Linked DNA regions of Anas platyrhynchos: region 2 is linked to region 1. Evidence: chromatin contacts called from public Hi-C data. All regions are on one chromosome and are shown on one strand. The core of a region is the stretch at or near the end of the contact, and the rest is flanking DNA. Distances in the headings are between cores, read along the strand shown.

Evidence for each region. Hi-C and Micro-C count contacts between places; a contact is called where the count stands out from the background.
Region 2: a contact with region 1 is called in a Hi-C map of liver, with 3 times the contacts expected there. The contact joins two enhancer-like sites. A contact is called at or near these places in 2 of 8 Hi-C or Micro-C datasets (liver and skeletal muscle).

What each region holds. Positions count from the first base shown.
Region 1 is chr4:48,097,884-48,105,683 of IASCAAS_PekinDuck_T2T, forward strand. All of the region lies in intron 3 of ARHGAP24 (Rho GTPase activating protein 24), which reads left to right. Among named protein-coding and RNA genes, the nearest start is that of MAPK10, 90 kb to the right of the region's middle. Within about 2 kb of position 3,293, at least 1 of the 8 cell types and tissues checked has an H3K27ac peak or open chromatin away from gene starts, as enhancers often do.
Region 2 is chr4:48,155,145-48,162,944 of IASCAAS_PekinDuck_T2T, forward strand. All of the region lies in intron 4 of ARHGAP24 (Rho GTPase activating protein 24), which reads left to right. Among named protein-coding and RNA genes, the nearest start is that of MAPK10, 33 kb to the right of the region's middle. Within about 2 kb of position 4,452, at least 4 of the 8 cell types and tissues checked have an H3K27ac peak or open chromatin away from gene starts, as enhancers often do.

The DNA.
Region 1 (7,800 bases), core at 2,043-4,542:
TTTTTTATTAATTAAGTATTAAGCATTGCATCTTACGTGCCTAATGTGTCTGCTCTGGTGAGCGCTGCTGGCACCAATCCATCCTGAAGGAGAACCTAGAAGCATCCTGAGGGGAATGGATGAACTTGGCTTTATCTTTGCCTTTTTTTAAGCCACTGCGTGGTATCTTGCTTTATAGCAGCTTGCTGTGTCCCCTGCCCTTGTGCACACCTTGTTCTGTCCTGGCGTGCCTCATTTGCTGCCCTCACAGCTCAGGGCATCCTGTCCTTCAGTGCTCTAAGAACACATTCGCCGCAGGCCTTCAGGCTTTGTGGTATTGAAAGAGGCTGATTCCTCTTTTAATACAACAAAATTAGGCTTTTGCCTAAGCTAGTGATATGTAGCAGCGAGGGGCATTTTTACTTGGGCTTGCGTGGGCCCTCACTGCGTCTTTTTACAGCTCTTGAAGCAGTTAGGACGTTTATAGGTAGCGGTTTGTGTCGGGTGCCTCTGATTTGCAAATTGCCTTTAAATGCATTCCTTCCAGTTCACCAGCTAGCGCGTGAGCTCACACACATTGTAAAATCTCAGTCAAGCTACAGTGAGAAAGCATCTTGTAGTCATTTATACGACAACTTTTTTTTGGTTTAAATCTCAATGAGACCTTCACTGGACACACTTCACTTAAGAAACGACCTTTGTGTCTCTGCCGGGTCATTTTCTGGCTTTATTACGCACTTGGCATTCCTGCAAAGCCCTTCGCTGGGTGATCTTAAAGTCTTCAGAAGCTTTAATTAACTGAAGCAGTGTGCCTTCCCTGTGAGGCCAGTAAATATTCTTAATTGCTTTTTTCGCAGAATGAGGAAAATGTGGTAGAGAAATTTTAAAGGAATTCACCAATGCTGCGCAGAAAGATACTGAGGAGACACAAGCAGAAGCCCTAATCCCGACACCGTCTTTATGTGCAACATTTTGCTTTATTTCATAAGCAGGCGAGGGATGGATATAACACAGCTTATATATAGGGCACGTCTCCTTTGTCAGGAAACTTTCTGCTTTGTGACCTGTGAGTTGCTAAAAGCGACAAAAGTGTATGGATGAGGAAGTCTTTTCAAAACCGGGCAAAAAAGAAAGAAACCCTGAAAGCCTCATTCCGTTCTAAAAGGGCTATTTTTAGGAAGCTCAGGCAAAGAAGTATACCCTGGGGGGTGCGCAGGGTTTCTGTATGTCTGGCCCTGGGTAGCTGAAGTCTGAATGTAGTTGTCGGGCTGTTGTGCTCTGCGTGTGGTGAAAATCGGGGCCCAGGCAGAACAGACCACACTGAAGGCACAGCATCGCTGCTGCACGGCATGCTGCTGTGCAGGGAAGGGATGGATCCTGCTTTGAGGCTGCTGGTGTCACGCCTGGTAGCTCGAGCTTCTGTGGAGGGGGCAGCACGTCCTGTGGAGACAGCCGGCATTCCCGCACTGACTGTGGGGTGCTGCTGACTCCGGCCTGAGCAAAAGGGAGAAAAGACTCCGACTGCGTTGTTGTGAACTGCTTCACTAGAAATGTGGCATTTATTGGTAGCATGATGTGACACCCAGTTTTAAGGACCACTGAGGAACAAGGGCTGAAGCGGCAGTGAAAATCAGTCGTGCTTCCTGGTGCTCCATCCCACACAGAAACCCTCTTCCACCCTTCGGTGCCTGGTTGTTCACCTCCACTGGTGAGGCTGGCTCTCAGGGCAAGGCTGTCCGAGTTGTCAAGAAGCAGGGAGCAGTCTGGAGTAAGGAAGGCAAAACCTTCATTTACTCAAGTCCTTGGCAGTTGCTCCGTTTTCTTTACCAAGCACAGTATAGATGAGCAGGTGTAACAGTGGGGGCAGTCATGCACCAACAAAATGGGTGGATGAGAATCAGTGGGTTAACTCCAGCTCATTTGATTGCTTTGATGTTTGTAGCTCATGTTTTCTTCTTCTGATCTTCCTGGAGAATAAAAGTTTTTCTTGTTTTTTTTTTTGTTTTTTTTTTTTTTTTTCCCCAGCGGGTCAGTAGAAGGAAGGCCTGGACACAACTGTTTTTTCTTTTACTCATCTGACGGCAGATGAATAATAACAATACACCTGTCTTTGGGGAGCAGAGCTGCTCAGCTCCAGCGAGCTGTTACCTGTTCCCCAACTCCCCAGAGAAAGCTTCGAGCAAGGAAGGCTGCAGAAGTGGCAGCAGGTTCCTGTGGCCGTGAACTCTGCTGCCGGAGGATAGTTGTGCAGTTTTGAAGCAGCAGTTATTGTTATTGTTATTAAATTGCTTTGAATTCCTGCCTGGAGACTTCAGTGGGGGAGCTCTAACATGCAGTTGGCTGACACAGAGGGTCTGCGATAGATCATGATGGGATGGGATAAGACAATACAAACAAGAGCAGGTGATCGCAGTATTCACTTAAAAACAGACCAAAATGGCACTGAAGTGAAGAGGGAGAGCCCCACAGTCTGGCACTTGAACACTGGGAACCAAGTGGGGAACTCGAGGGCACTGTGTTACCTAAGGCTTGCGAAGATGTAGGGTGAAGCCTTCAGCCTCTCCGTTTGCAGGCACCAGGACAGGATGTGTGTTCAGCAGGTATTGTTCTCCGCAACAAGCTGGAGTTGTGACTTTGCAGAGGGGACTGTTTGCCTCATCTCCTGTGGTTATTGCTGCCAGAACTGGAATGTGAGAGCAATGTTTAAATGAAACTTAAATCGATGCAGCTGAGGTGGCTCTTCCTCAGCTGGATGCTATACAGTGTATAATGCCCTGTGTTCACAAATACTGTGCATTTGTATTTATCTGATGATTTGTACATGTAAAAGATCATTTTGCAAGATGTTTGAGCACTCATTTGTGTGTTGGCCACTCAGTACTTCCATGTCCTCCCAACAAAAATGACCCCAAAAGGAGGCAAACAGGCAACAGAGCAGGGCATTGCAAGCTGGAACCTCATGCCTGGCTTTGGATTCTTTAGATACTAAACGTGTAGGACGTAATTTATTTTTAGCAAAGGAAATGCCTGGATATTTTTCAGCAGAGGAAGCATTTTTTCCAGGTATTGACTATTTTGAAAATATCAGAGTTTGAGATGACCTCAGTGCTGACAGCACTCAGTTACTAACATTGGCAGATGAATTCAGTGTTACGAGCTCTCCACCCTTCAATAGCTTGCTTTCTTCAGGAGGAAGGAGAACACCACAAACCCTTCTGTTTCTCACCCCTTTTTCCTGCTGTCTGCCTGTGTTGTGTCTGCTGTGTTGCAGACGGAACCAGAGATCCTCCTGCACCTTACTCTGAACTAGGGTAAGCCCATTTCTGTAAACAGGCAGGCGAGGCTTCAGGAGGACGGAGTGGACCTGACCTTTAATTTTGGCAGCCTGTCTTCAGCGCTGGTGGCAGGATTCCCAGTGGTGGAGCACCTGCACGGGGAAGTGTGTAAGCCTTTGCCTGCTTGGTTTTTGTCTAATTAATGATGACCAAAGTCACTGTGCAGCCACAGTCTACACCAGGAAGCTCTCCTTGGCCCTGAGCAGGCAAGCTGCAGTACTGCATAGCTGATCACTTGCTGGAGCTGGAAGGCAAAACGCCAAGATGTCACTGCTGAAAACTGTCTTTGGTGCTCTGTTAGCTCCTGGTTTGTTGAGAACAGAATTGACAGGTGCTCACTGCCTGCGTGCACACCTCCTAATAGCAGCTTAAGGGTAAAAGCGTAGCGTTAGTCTAGAAAATGCAGTGCACTAAAGATTGACTTGCTTGCGGTAGGCACCTGAGCATTTTTAGTACAGAGGTATCAGCATCACAAAAGCAGGTGACAAGCACGTCATTTTCCTGTGATCTGTAGGAGCGATGCCACTTGCCATCGCTGCAGAATCAGTGCTGTGCTGTCTGCCCCTTTTGTTACGTGTGCCGTGGGCTTCGGGTACGTTTAATCTAGCTCAGCACCTCCCAGATCCATGATGTATTGGGTCAGTTTGGGCTAATTCTGAGCGTAGCGTACACACTGAGAGCACTCGGAGTATTCCCTTGCTGCAGCTGACACCGTTTAGTTATGTATCTAAACTGAAAGAATCTGCTTATGTTTGTTCAGTGCTCTTCACATCTGGAGAACCAAGTCATTGTGTACGCAGTACAAAAGAAATAAGCGATTATATCAGGACCTGTATAACAGTGCGGATTCCAGCAGATTGCTCTCTTACTTCCCCTCCGCCGATCACTTCTACATCTGGTGGATCAAAATGAGGTTTCTGAAGTGAGTTTTGAAAAAGTCCCGAGAGGCAGCCCTGAGGTACAGCTTGCCCCGGGGTGGATGGCAGCCAGCTGGCGTCGAGGCGGCCCCGTCTCGCTCCCCCTGCCCACTGCAGGGCCCAGCTTCCTGCTGCTGCAGGCACGACAGGCATTAACGGGGAATGGCTCTGCCATGTAGAAACCGCTGTGGCAGCGTAATCTTTGTCTGGGGCTGTTTAGGCAGCAGCCTGAGCTGCCCTAATGGAAATAAAGCATACATTGGGCCAGTGGAGGAGAGCGACGCAGCTGCGGCCTGTTAGCGGTGGACGGTGGGGCTGTGCCGGGACAAACCAGCGGCTCCTGTCATCCTGACAGACGGGCAGGGAGCCCAGGAGTTGAGAGGAGCAGCAGCAGTGAGGAGCAGAGGTACTCCGTGTGCTCTGTGCTTTTGTGTCCCGGGCGAGAACAGGGAGACACGGCGGTTAAGAGGGATGTCGTGTTTGTGATGAAGGGGGCAAATCCCTTTTCCAAAATGTGCCGAATGCTACATGTTGGCCCAGGGTGAAGAGCAGATGAATTTTTTTGGCATTTCTGTCTGAATGTGTTTGTCAACACTGCAATTTGTAGTCCTACAAAGACGCTGACGTCTAAGCTGCTTATACTGGAATTTGTCAGTGTATACTGGAGTCTGTTTGCAGAGTCCTGCATCCACTGAAACTTTCTGTAGCGTGAAAATTTCAGCTTTGAGTTGATCGGTGTGGGCACAGAAGCTGTGGCTGTAATGCACCTCCAGCAGGAGGGCAGAGAAATCTTTCCTGCTGAGAAATTTCCATTGTGTCAGGAGTAGGAAAGCCTGTGTGTATGTCAGCATGTGCTATGAATAACTCCCAGCGCTCCTGATAGAAGGGCGCTCTTATTTCTAGGTAATGTAAATAGAAATGATTTTTCTTTCCTAGAGAGAATGGTTTCAGTAAAGCCTACAAGAAGGCAGGATTATTTGGGCACGTGGTTTTTCCTGCCATCAAAAATGACCGGGGACTAAGGAAAAAACTCTCCTTCTTAAAATAAGATCAGAATTAATGCATATTAAGAATGTGTTGCAGGAATGCTGGCTGTACAGGGGTAGCTGTTACACACTGCAGCGGTAGAGAACTGTGGTATTTTTAGAAGTTTTCAGCAAACAGCAGCATTAATGTAACCATTGTGCTTCATTCCCATGTCACTTTGGCAGCCGTTTCCAGTATAAGCAAACAGAAAAGTTTGCCTTGTCGTCTGCCACCCAGGGAAGCGTTTGTGTGTTAGCACAAGTCAAGGTGGCACTCACGGATCCTTTCTGCAGTCCAGCTTTATTCTCTCTTTATTTTGGCTTGCCCTGGGAGATGCATCATTGGTAGGAGGTGTTAGATAATCACTCACCGGGGATGCGGACGGGGAGTGGTGTTGGGGCGGTGGGATGGGTGCTTTCCACCTCGCTGCCATGGGGCTGGGCCTCACCCAGATCACCTTATCTTGCTCCAGAAAGGCAAGGGGAGGAGAAAATGTCTGTGCTTTACTACAGAACCTTTTAGAAAACAGCTGCTCCCCTGAATCAGGAGGGAGAGCTGCTTCCCTGGGTCTGCTTTTGCTCTCAGTTAAATCAGTGGAAGGGAAATAGAAAATGGATTTTGAGGAGTGCAATACTGTACCGCTGTATGCTGTTGTACAATGTTGTTTTCTCTGAAGCCAGTGAGCAGAATGGTTTTGGTTTGTTTAAGCACAAAATTGTAAACTTCCTCTTGTGAGCATGAAGTCTGAAAGGATAGACTGAGGATCAAGTCCATTTCATTGTGAGCAAAGTGTAACAGTGAGCTTTAATCTCCAACCCTAACATTCAAACTGAGATTAGGGTTAATGTGGAGGCAGAAGACAAATTGCAAAAATACCCAGCTTCTTCTGTCAGACACTTCATAAAAAGAACAACATTTTTTAAAAAATGTAGGCCTACTATGAGAGAAGTTTTTTATGAAGCAGAAACAGAGATGCTCAGATTTGCAATGAATGAGGTAAAGAAGAAATACAAGGTAAAGTGCTATTCTAGTAAATATAGAGGGGAAATGGCATACTAAAATATGGAAGTACTCAAGGGTATCCTGAAATACAGCTCTGAGGAAAAAGCTAGCAATGTAATTCAGGAAAGAAATTTGGATTTATTGTGATTGTCTCTCGGAATATGACCCAAGAAATATTGGCTGGTTTATTTGTGCCACCTCTTTCTTACAGTGCTGTCAATCTTTTTATCCGAGTAGAGCAGTTCAGGAGATTGGAGCTGCTAGAGGAAAAGCCCAGGAGAATAAGCTGGAAGGAATGGCTGCATCTGTATTGCTTCTGACCCTGCATGTACCAGAGGCTGGGAAAGCATCGGTTCCAGGAGCTGGCGAAAAGCAGAGCTCCCGAAGGGAGGCAGGGGATGAACTGTGAGTGACAGACTGGTTTGCAGGGATTGCAGATGTGGTGTTTGGTGTAACTTGAGCAAAAGGGCATGCTGCGGGCAGGAAGAAGTTAGAGGCGATTCTCATTCAGTGATCTGTGGTATCTGTCTCTGGTTCTGGATAGAAAAAACGCTCCTTACTGGCAATGGCAAAATTCCTTATTTTTTCCCCCTTCTGACTCCCTGGTTTCCCTTAGCTCTGTGTCTGTAGTGTCATGTAGTGTGGCTGCATGCTGTAGCTCACCTGTTCTGCTGGGAGCAGGAGAGACTTGCCCAAGATAATTCTGGTTTTGCCTACATGAAGGATGTAGCCTAAACAGTTTGGTAACTAGTGCAAGGCTGAGCTTAAAAATGCAGTGTGTGGGCCAGCAAATGAACTGCTTTGCTGTAGACCTGCTCACAAAACGCGTTTCCCTTTCTGTTTGTAGGGCCTTTCGAGCCGTAGCACCATAAAAACCCCATGTCCACCAAATGCATTTGTTTGCTGCTGAGAATTGTTAATGCCTCGTTTTTGTCATAGCTTGACTGTGCCATATGGGGCCGATTAGGGGTGCCTGGTACAGGAGACACCCTCTATAGCACCTGCACGTTGTACCTTTCTGCCCCTTTCCCCGCTTTCTGGGGTATAAATTCCTTGGTTTGTGTTCATGTGACTTGGGGCAGGGGCTCATGCTCAGGACCTTACCGTTCACCGTGGCTTCGTAGGAGAAACGTGAACTTGACGAGCGTCTGTGACCTTTCTGTCCCTGGCCATGAAAATCTCTTCATTGTATGCAGCTGCATGTACGGCAGCTTGGTGTTTGCCTCCCCGAAACATGTCAGGGATTAACCTTTTGCTGAAGCAAATTCCAGAAACAAAACCTGCCAGCCGGCACAGACTGCTCGTTGCCACCATCCTCCTTCCTGGGGTGCGTCTGCCCCCGACCTGGGACTCCGTTTGTTTTCTTGCAAATAAAAACATCTGCCTTTCCCCAGTGAAAGCAGCACTTGAGTGAGGTTCTTGGAGACCTTCTGCACTTCCCCTTGAAATCTAAATTTACCCAGGGACAGAGATTATTTTAGAAGAGCAGGAGCAAGAAAATGATGCCTTTGTTCTGGAGACTGAGAGAGCAGTCTGGTGGT
Region 2 (7,800 bases), core at 3,202-5,701, 58 kb after region 1:
GAAAAAAAATAATAATAATGAAAACTGTATGACAGTTTAAAAAAAATCAAATAATATCCCACTCCGTATGTATGTATTATATGCACATCCTATGATATCTGTTTTGAGGAACTAGCACTAGAATTAGTTAATCACGTGAGCTCACTACTATTTGAAATATCCCTGGTATTTGCCATCTCTGTGTAGAATTGTCCCCTCCAGGGAATCCATTTTGCTTGCCTTTGGGGTAGGTTTCTTTCTGCTTGTGTGGCTTACATTTTAAATTTGAAGTCCCTCAGCTGCATTACAAATCACACGTTTGTAAAGATACGAAGTGGATTATGACTATTTGTTCTGTAAAATTAGCATAGGAAATATGGCACTGCATAAGGAAAATAGCAATAAGGGTTCATTTTGCAATTTTTACACACAAAATTTGATTATTCTTTTTATATTATCTCTTTCCTTCTACTGTTCATCACAGTTATTGCCAGAAGACATGAGAATTATGATTTCTCAGGGAGAAAAAAATATTTGAAGTGTCACTGAAACAGATATTAATACTTACGTGACTGATCTATGTATGTGGCTTGGAATTTCCAACTGTTATTGTTGATATATATAGCCCAGTAGTTTGCTGGGGTTTAGAATCGCATTGTTTACCTGCCTGCGTTTTTGAGTATGCACAAAAGAAAAGGCAAGCACACACTTGCACATTTAGCAAAACAAAATCCCTTTTCCATTCTCTCATGCGTATAGATCGCTTTAAAAGAGAAGGCAGTAGGTGATAGGACAAAATATTCCTTGTTGCTCTAGTCGCCGTAGCTGTCAGCTGAGAAAAGGATATGTAAGTGGCAGGATGTGATGGCTGGCAAATATTAGCCATTATTCACCGCAGTCAAACAATCCAGAGCATGGAACTAGCACATTTAATCTCTGTACATTTAATCACCGGGATTGTCAAAGAAAAAGAGGTGAATGATGAGGATGGTACGAGGTAATATCCTCGGTGTCAGAAGGACCACATGCCCAAGTCAATATACAGAGAACAGCACTGTCTACCAATCGTTCCTGCATCCTCCCTCAGCAAGGGCATACTCAAAGCATACCATAAATTACTTTCAACTTCAAATCGACCTGACTGAATGATTTTAGGGAGGATTCTTCTCCACTGGCTGTGTCTGCACATATCCTGAAGCCCATGAAGAGTGCATGTATCAGAGGGAAGACAGCGAAGACACAGTCTTCCTGAGCATGCTGAGACAGCAAGGCAATCACTTAGGGCTTCTGAGATTTTTTGCTTCTAGGACTAAAGCAGCCCCCCTGTGTAGCAACGCACAAGAACACCAACCTCATGTACAGCAGGGCATGGGCACCCCCTCGCTGGCTCTGTGAGGGGTAATGGGGACACTCAGCCTTCCAGGCTTGGTATAAAACTACAATGCTGATGCAAAAGAGAGAAAGCAGGTGTGCCAGCTCTAGATTCAAGACTTCTCTGAACAGTGGACATGGGGACAGCATTTTCCAGATTGCTGGAAAAGGCAACTTGATAAGGACAGCTGATTGTATTTTAAAACTGTTGAGCAGACAAAACAAAGGAGACTCTGAAGAAAGTACAGCTATAAAGAAATACTCTGGTCCCTGGTGGAGTTATTATGGTGTGTTATGTATGTCTTTTCTGAATCGAGGTACAACAATTGAATGAAAAGCCTGGCAAAACAAATGCTTTTGTAGCATGGAAGTAATTGTGCTTTCCAGAAAACCTTACTTTTTCAGTCCTCAGGCAGTGATCTATCAAGATCCTCCATGGTTTTAGGGCTTAGCAGTTCCCAGGAAAGCTGTCAGAGTTTTAGAAGGCGACTATATACAACATTTAAAAGCATAATACTGAAATACTTTTATCTTTTTGTTCTTTGTTATGTGTTAGTATTATTGTAGTGTATGGAAAGATGTTCTGGAAGAGAACAAGACAGACCTTTGTTTGTTGTTCCTTTAATTATCATTAAGGCATTCCTTGCTGCTAGGCAGCATCCCCCCCAACCCCAGCAGAGGTCTGCGATGCAGAGGAAAGGACCACTCTTCTAGGCACTGCACAGGCCTTGGCACTTAGTAATCTATCTAGGAGGCCAGCCTAGTTCCCTTTACAGTCTCATGCAATGGGAGCTGTCTTTTTGGGGGTGCACTGGCACTGTGAGGGCTACAGGTAGACAGGGACTTGGATATCACTAGTTAAGAATTTTCTTCATTTTCCAAATACAATCCTCTATGTAAGAAGTTGTTTAGAAACAGTTCCCCACAAGAATGGGGCTTTATTCCTTTCCTAGGGGAAAAAAGCACAGTAATCCCTACACAAAGCACTTACGTGAAATGAAGTTTTTACTAGAAAGCCAGTTCCTGCCAACACAAATGGCCTTAGGCTTGTGTAAATTCCCATCCGTTTGTGCCTGTGGTGTTCCAGGCTTCCTTCCCTGATCCTCACAAATGACACCCTGCTCATCACTTGTGCATCTGGAGCCACTTCCAAGTCTGCTCTAACCCCGGCCCTATTCCTACCCAGCTAGCAGAAATTACCTCTGCATATGGCATGAGTTAAGAGACCTAATCTAGCAATTAAATACACGTTAACAAAGATATTCTAGTGTGATGCAAGGGTCATTAAATCAGTTTAATTGGTGTCCTGCTGTAGGAGTGTGTGGTTTTGGTTATTGGCAGCGAACAAGAATTTGTAGTTGCTTTGCATGAATTTCAGTTTCAGAAACAGAGTTGCTCCTTAACCTTTGTGAAGACACCTGCTTTTCACTTGTTGGTGTGGGGCTGTAATTTAAGAAGGCAAGAAAGGGCATTTTCCACTACCAATGGCAAGTTTTTAAGAAAGGATGACATTTTGTAAGCATGTGGAGTGTTTTAGCACATCCTTATACAATAAGGCTTGCCAGATTTGTGGCTTTCTCTTCCAATAAGCAAGAAGAGGTAGTTTACTTGTGGGGCTTACCCAGTTTTATATATTTGTAGAATGCCTGCAAAATCTCTGCAGAAACGTACCAGCCTCTTTGAACAACCTAGCAATGATTAGATATTTTGGCAGCATGTTGGCTGGAGGCAGCTAATTGTTTCCTGATAGGAACCCATCTGTTTTTTAGGCCTCAGAAAGCATCCACCACCTCTTTTTAATGATCTATATTTCGTAAGTAATCTTTCATGTCCTTCCACAAAGTCTGTCTCTTTCTGTCCTAAACTGCTGTCTTCGTTGCTCTTCTTGAAGCATCAGGCTCTAGAATGAATTGGCTCCTGTTATAACTTCTGCAGTGGATGTCTAACTTGCAAATAATCTGTCAATCTTTAGTATTCCTTGCAGTGCTTGCTGAAACATGAGAAATTCTGATTATATATTGGGATTTTTTAATTATTTTTTTTCAGCAAGAGTGTGACCAGATAGTGGAGGAGGCACTCAGAAAGTTTTTACAGTCCCCACCCTTGGAGATACTCAGAAGTCAAGTAGATGAGGCACTAAGCAACCTGCCATAACTGGTCTTGTTTTGAGCAGGGGTTGGACTAGATGACCTCTGGATGTCCCTTCCAACCTAAATAATTTGGGTGATTCTATGAAGTGTACTTACAGTAGAGCCAGGCTCTTGTGGCAGCAAAGAGAGGAGAACAGAGCTCAGGGCCTAAGATGGTAAAGGCTTTAATGCATGTTTCATAAGTTGTAGGCAAAATTTCAGCTGGCACTTAGATTATGCACTGTACTGCTTGTACTGTATGTACATTATAGAGGAAAGTGAAGGTATCTACACAAGGGGACAAAAATGGCACAGAGTGTTCAGTAATTATGTTATGCATTGACCTGACCTTTGCATTTCTGGCCCAAAGCCTGACTCCAATACCAGTTGCATCACTCCTGAGTCGCCTTAACATTACTGAACACTGGCTTTGTCTGACCATCCTGTGAGTGCTGGTTCCTCAGCAGAAGCAGTGCCCTCATTCTCTCAATAAAGAGTTATTCATGTTTGTAATACTCCTCGATGCTGCTCACTTGCAGTATTTCAGCACTGGTTTATCACGGACTCTAGCATCATGTGCTGTCTGCAGACTGGCAGCCAGTTGCAAACTCATCCTCCCGTGTCAGGTCCAGGAGAGCTTCTCTACAAGGCCCGAATGCAGCTAAGCAGTGACACAGTCACCAGGTGTTGGGATGGGTTCAGGATATGTTGGTGACAGAGTCTCTGTTTGCAGGGCTAAGACCTGTGACATATTTTAAAGGACAGAGATGCAATTCCAGTAATTCAGGGATGTACGGATACACAAACTGTTCGTACTGTTCTCCTTTGTTTTATTACCAGAACTCCTGAATTTAATTAGAGCCTCACAGCTTGTTGTTTCCTACTGTTTGTTCTGTATGCAAACTGTATACGTGTTATCATGGGCCATGAGCTATTTTTGGTGTAGCATTTATCTTTCTGTAATGTGACCCTGCCCTATTTCCTCTCTGAAAGTTACGAGGAGCCTGTTGGCTGTGTGCTCTGAAGCGCTGACTCCAGCTCTCTGAACACGCTGTGCACTTATCCGAGGGTGAGGGTTATGTGGGGATTTCTGGTGACCTGCTGGGCTTCAGCAATTTTTATTTATGGTGGAGAGGGTGAAGATCCCCAGGCAGTGTAATCCATCTGACAACCACTTCCACAGCGCCTGTGGTATCACAAAGGCAAACGCTGTCAAAACAGCAGTGCCATGAGGGGTACCAATGACAAAGTCTGGATGAAGGGTGCTTCGATGTGTGTTCTGATGGCTGCAGGGAGGCTGTGGTGTGTGTGTGTGTTTGTAATGCCTTTGAGTAGACAGTGCTGAAGTGGGGGATGCTCCTCCAAAAGCATCAACAGTAAAGCAGTTTGAACATTTTAGTGGTTAAGTAATCTTCCTCAGCCTAGCACAAGATACTGAAATAGACTGTTTCTCAGCTTGCTGCTACTTTTTGTGTTGCATTCCAACTTTGTGCTTTGTCATTCCCATTTCAAGGTTGTAATCATTCGTTCTGCACTTGGAAAAGTTTGCCTCAATTAATGAGGATTGTTGCAATTTAGAATAAGGAGGATTTTCTGCTGGAACTGACATTCTGTACTTCAAAACTTGTTAATAAATACTCTTAATTATGAATGTGTAATCGTTAAACATTTTGATATTACGATGTCACACTGCAAAAGAAGTGTCAAGATAGGTATAATTATTAAGTGTCTGGAGCTGTAATGGATCTAGGATGTAAGCAAGGCCAAGACTAAAGAGAGCAATGCTGTCTTTTCTTACACTGATCAGTTGTAGCTGGAAAAAGTCCCTGAGGAAAAGGCCCTGCACAGGCCCTGAAAAGATCCATGGACTACCGATTACACAAATGTCCTCAAGGTAGGCATGTAATTACTGATGGCTGACTTAGCCTGTGGATAGATACAACATACAGTGCTGCAAACAGGAAATGGAAATAAGTGCTCCTGATCCTCAAGAGAGCTTGGAGTGGAAAACTCCTTTGAAACTCACAGCTGGCCTCTGTGGCTGAAGTTGGCTTGAGGGTATTTGTGGGTTGAAACACCTAAAAGCCAGACGGATTCATGCTGTAGCCTGATGTTTTTAAGTTTACCTCTGCATTTTAAAACAGGGGGTGGAAAACTAATACTGGATTGCAAGGTCTAAACATACTGAGACTATATGAAGTGCTCTTCTACTTGCATTATTTGGCATTTTTATATCAATATGTAACAATGAAAGAAGAAAGTTGCTTGCAAAGAAAGAAGAAAGTTGCTTGCTTCTAACTACCACTTTAATATAATTAAAAAACCGAGCTCTTTTAAAAAGATTAACAGGCAGTATGTGTGTATATATATGTGTTTGTTTGTACTGCCAACGTGTGCATGGTAATTTCTGTATAGATAGATTAAGTCCCAAGCAGTGCTTCAGTACTGTTGAGGGGAAAATTTGACTCAACCATTTAGATCTTCTTACTTTGTAATCGCACCATCCTGTGGCACTCTGCGGTATTGCCTTAGCGTTCTGTAATTTAAGATTGCAAGTATGTCCCCATGTGCTAAACTGGGACCTGGGTTTTTTACCCTAGCTCAGAAAGCACCTTGCTGTAGACTCAGATACAGCATGTATTTCAGGACATTAGTTTGAGTATACAAGTCTTCCTGTTATTTTTTTTTTTCTTTGCTCCTTGGCATCCTGCCTTTCCATTTCTCTCTCAGTTCCTCTGCAGGAGAGCCCAAGTTTTTAGTGCATAACTAACCCCAGAGCATTACTCTGCCAGTGCTGAATATTGAAACGTGAAAGTTGATAAACTGCAGTGTTGGGCTGCTTTTTTTGTTGTTCCCCCCCCCCATCAGTGCCCTCAAGGAACAAGTATTTTATTTCACACTAAGGGACTGGTGTGGAAATTATACTAAGGTACTACCCAAAGTGTGGTCCTTGCAATAGAAAGAAGATGCTGTTGCTTCTTCTGGGAGACCTATGGATCAGTTTTTGATAGTTCTTTGATAATTTTTCTCACTCTGTCCATTTGAATCTTGTATTTTCAAAGGACCGCTATAGTTTAATACAAATAATCCCTGGAAAGATATGATTCAGCTCTTCAGCAAGGCCTGGGAAGTTACCCTGTTTGCTAAAGATAAATAAGAAGAAGAATCTTGAGAAAGACCAAAAATGCAAAGCAATTGGAGTTCAATTCTTCGCAGATTATCACAGCCTGTGTTCCCTTCCCTTTCATGCTGCAGTGTAGGGCACTGTATTAAAGCTGCCAGTTCTCATCTGTTCTCTGCAACTGCTGCTCTCCTTCACAGTCTGAATAGCAAACGTATTTCCCTCTGTATTTGCTTTTTGCTTTCCTGATACACCAACAAACTTAGGAAACTCAAGAGCTCTATGGATGATCTGCGTCTTAGGCAAGGATGAATAGTGACAATTGCTGGGACATGCATGCCATGTGTGTGCTCCGAACACCAGGACTAATAGCAACAAAATGACATGTAAGCAAGTATCTGAGGGGAGAAAAGGATCTGTGTTTTAAGACTCCAGGCTGTGTGGTTGGTAATGAGTTTTGCTTGTCAAGATGTCAAGATGAGGGTTTTAGTTTGCATCTGGACTGGAAAAAGGTACAAGGCAAAGGATAAATGCCAAATCTGAGCTAGCATTTGAAATCTCATAAAATTAGTTCAGCTATATCTAGTTTCATGTGTAATACTATTTCTTACATGTTTGTTATGCATCCAAGGAGGGTGAATAACGTAGGATTCTCAGTTTAGATCTGTGCCTGGCTAGGTTTGCAGTCCAGGGTTGCAACCCAGGGATTAGAATTTGCACTTTCTTTAAAAAATGCAGATTTGAGTTAATGCTTTGTTTGTAATTTTTCTCTAGAAAGCACTTTGATACATGTTTTGGAATTTTGGCTGGCAGTTTTTCATGGTTGAAATAGCATTGTTCTCTGGGAATTTACTTCTTGCGGGTGGTGGTGGTAGTTAACATTTACATGCATACAATGCTTATCACTGCTCTTCTTCTGTTTTGACTTAGATTGCACATACCATAGCATGTTAATCTAAGGTTGTTCCCATCATTGTTGTTAAGATTTAACTTAGTAAAAGCCATTCTAGTTTTAATAGAGATCGTTCCCAAATAAGCTTTGCTAGAGGTATGTTAATCATTAAGTGCATCAATTCCAGTGGTTCCCTCTGTGAGACTGCAAATGTTAAAAAGTTCTAAGTGTGGAGTCCTCAAAGAAAAAAAGAAAATATACAATGATGTGCACCATAGAAATGTCTGTGCATTACTTATTTGTTATGA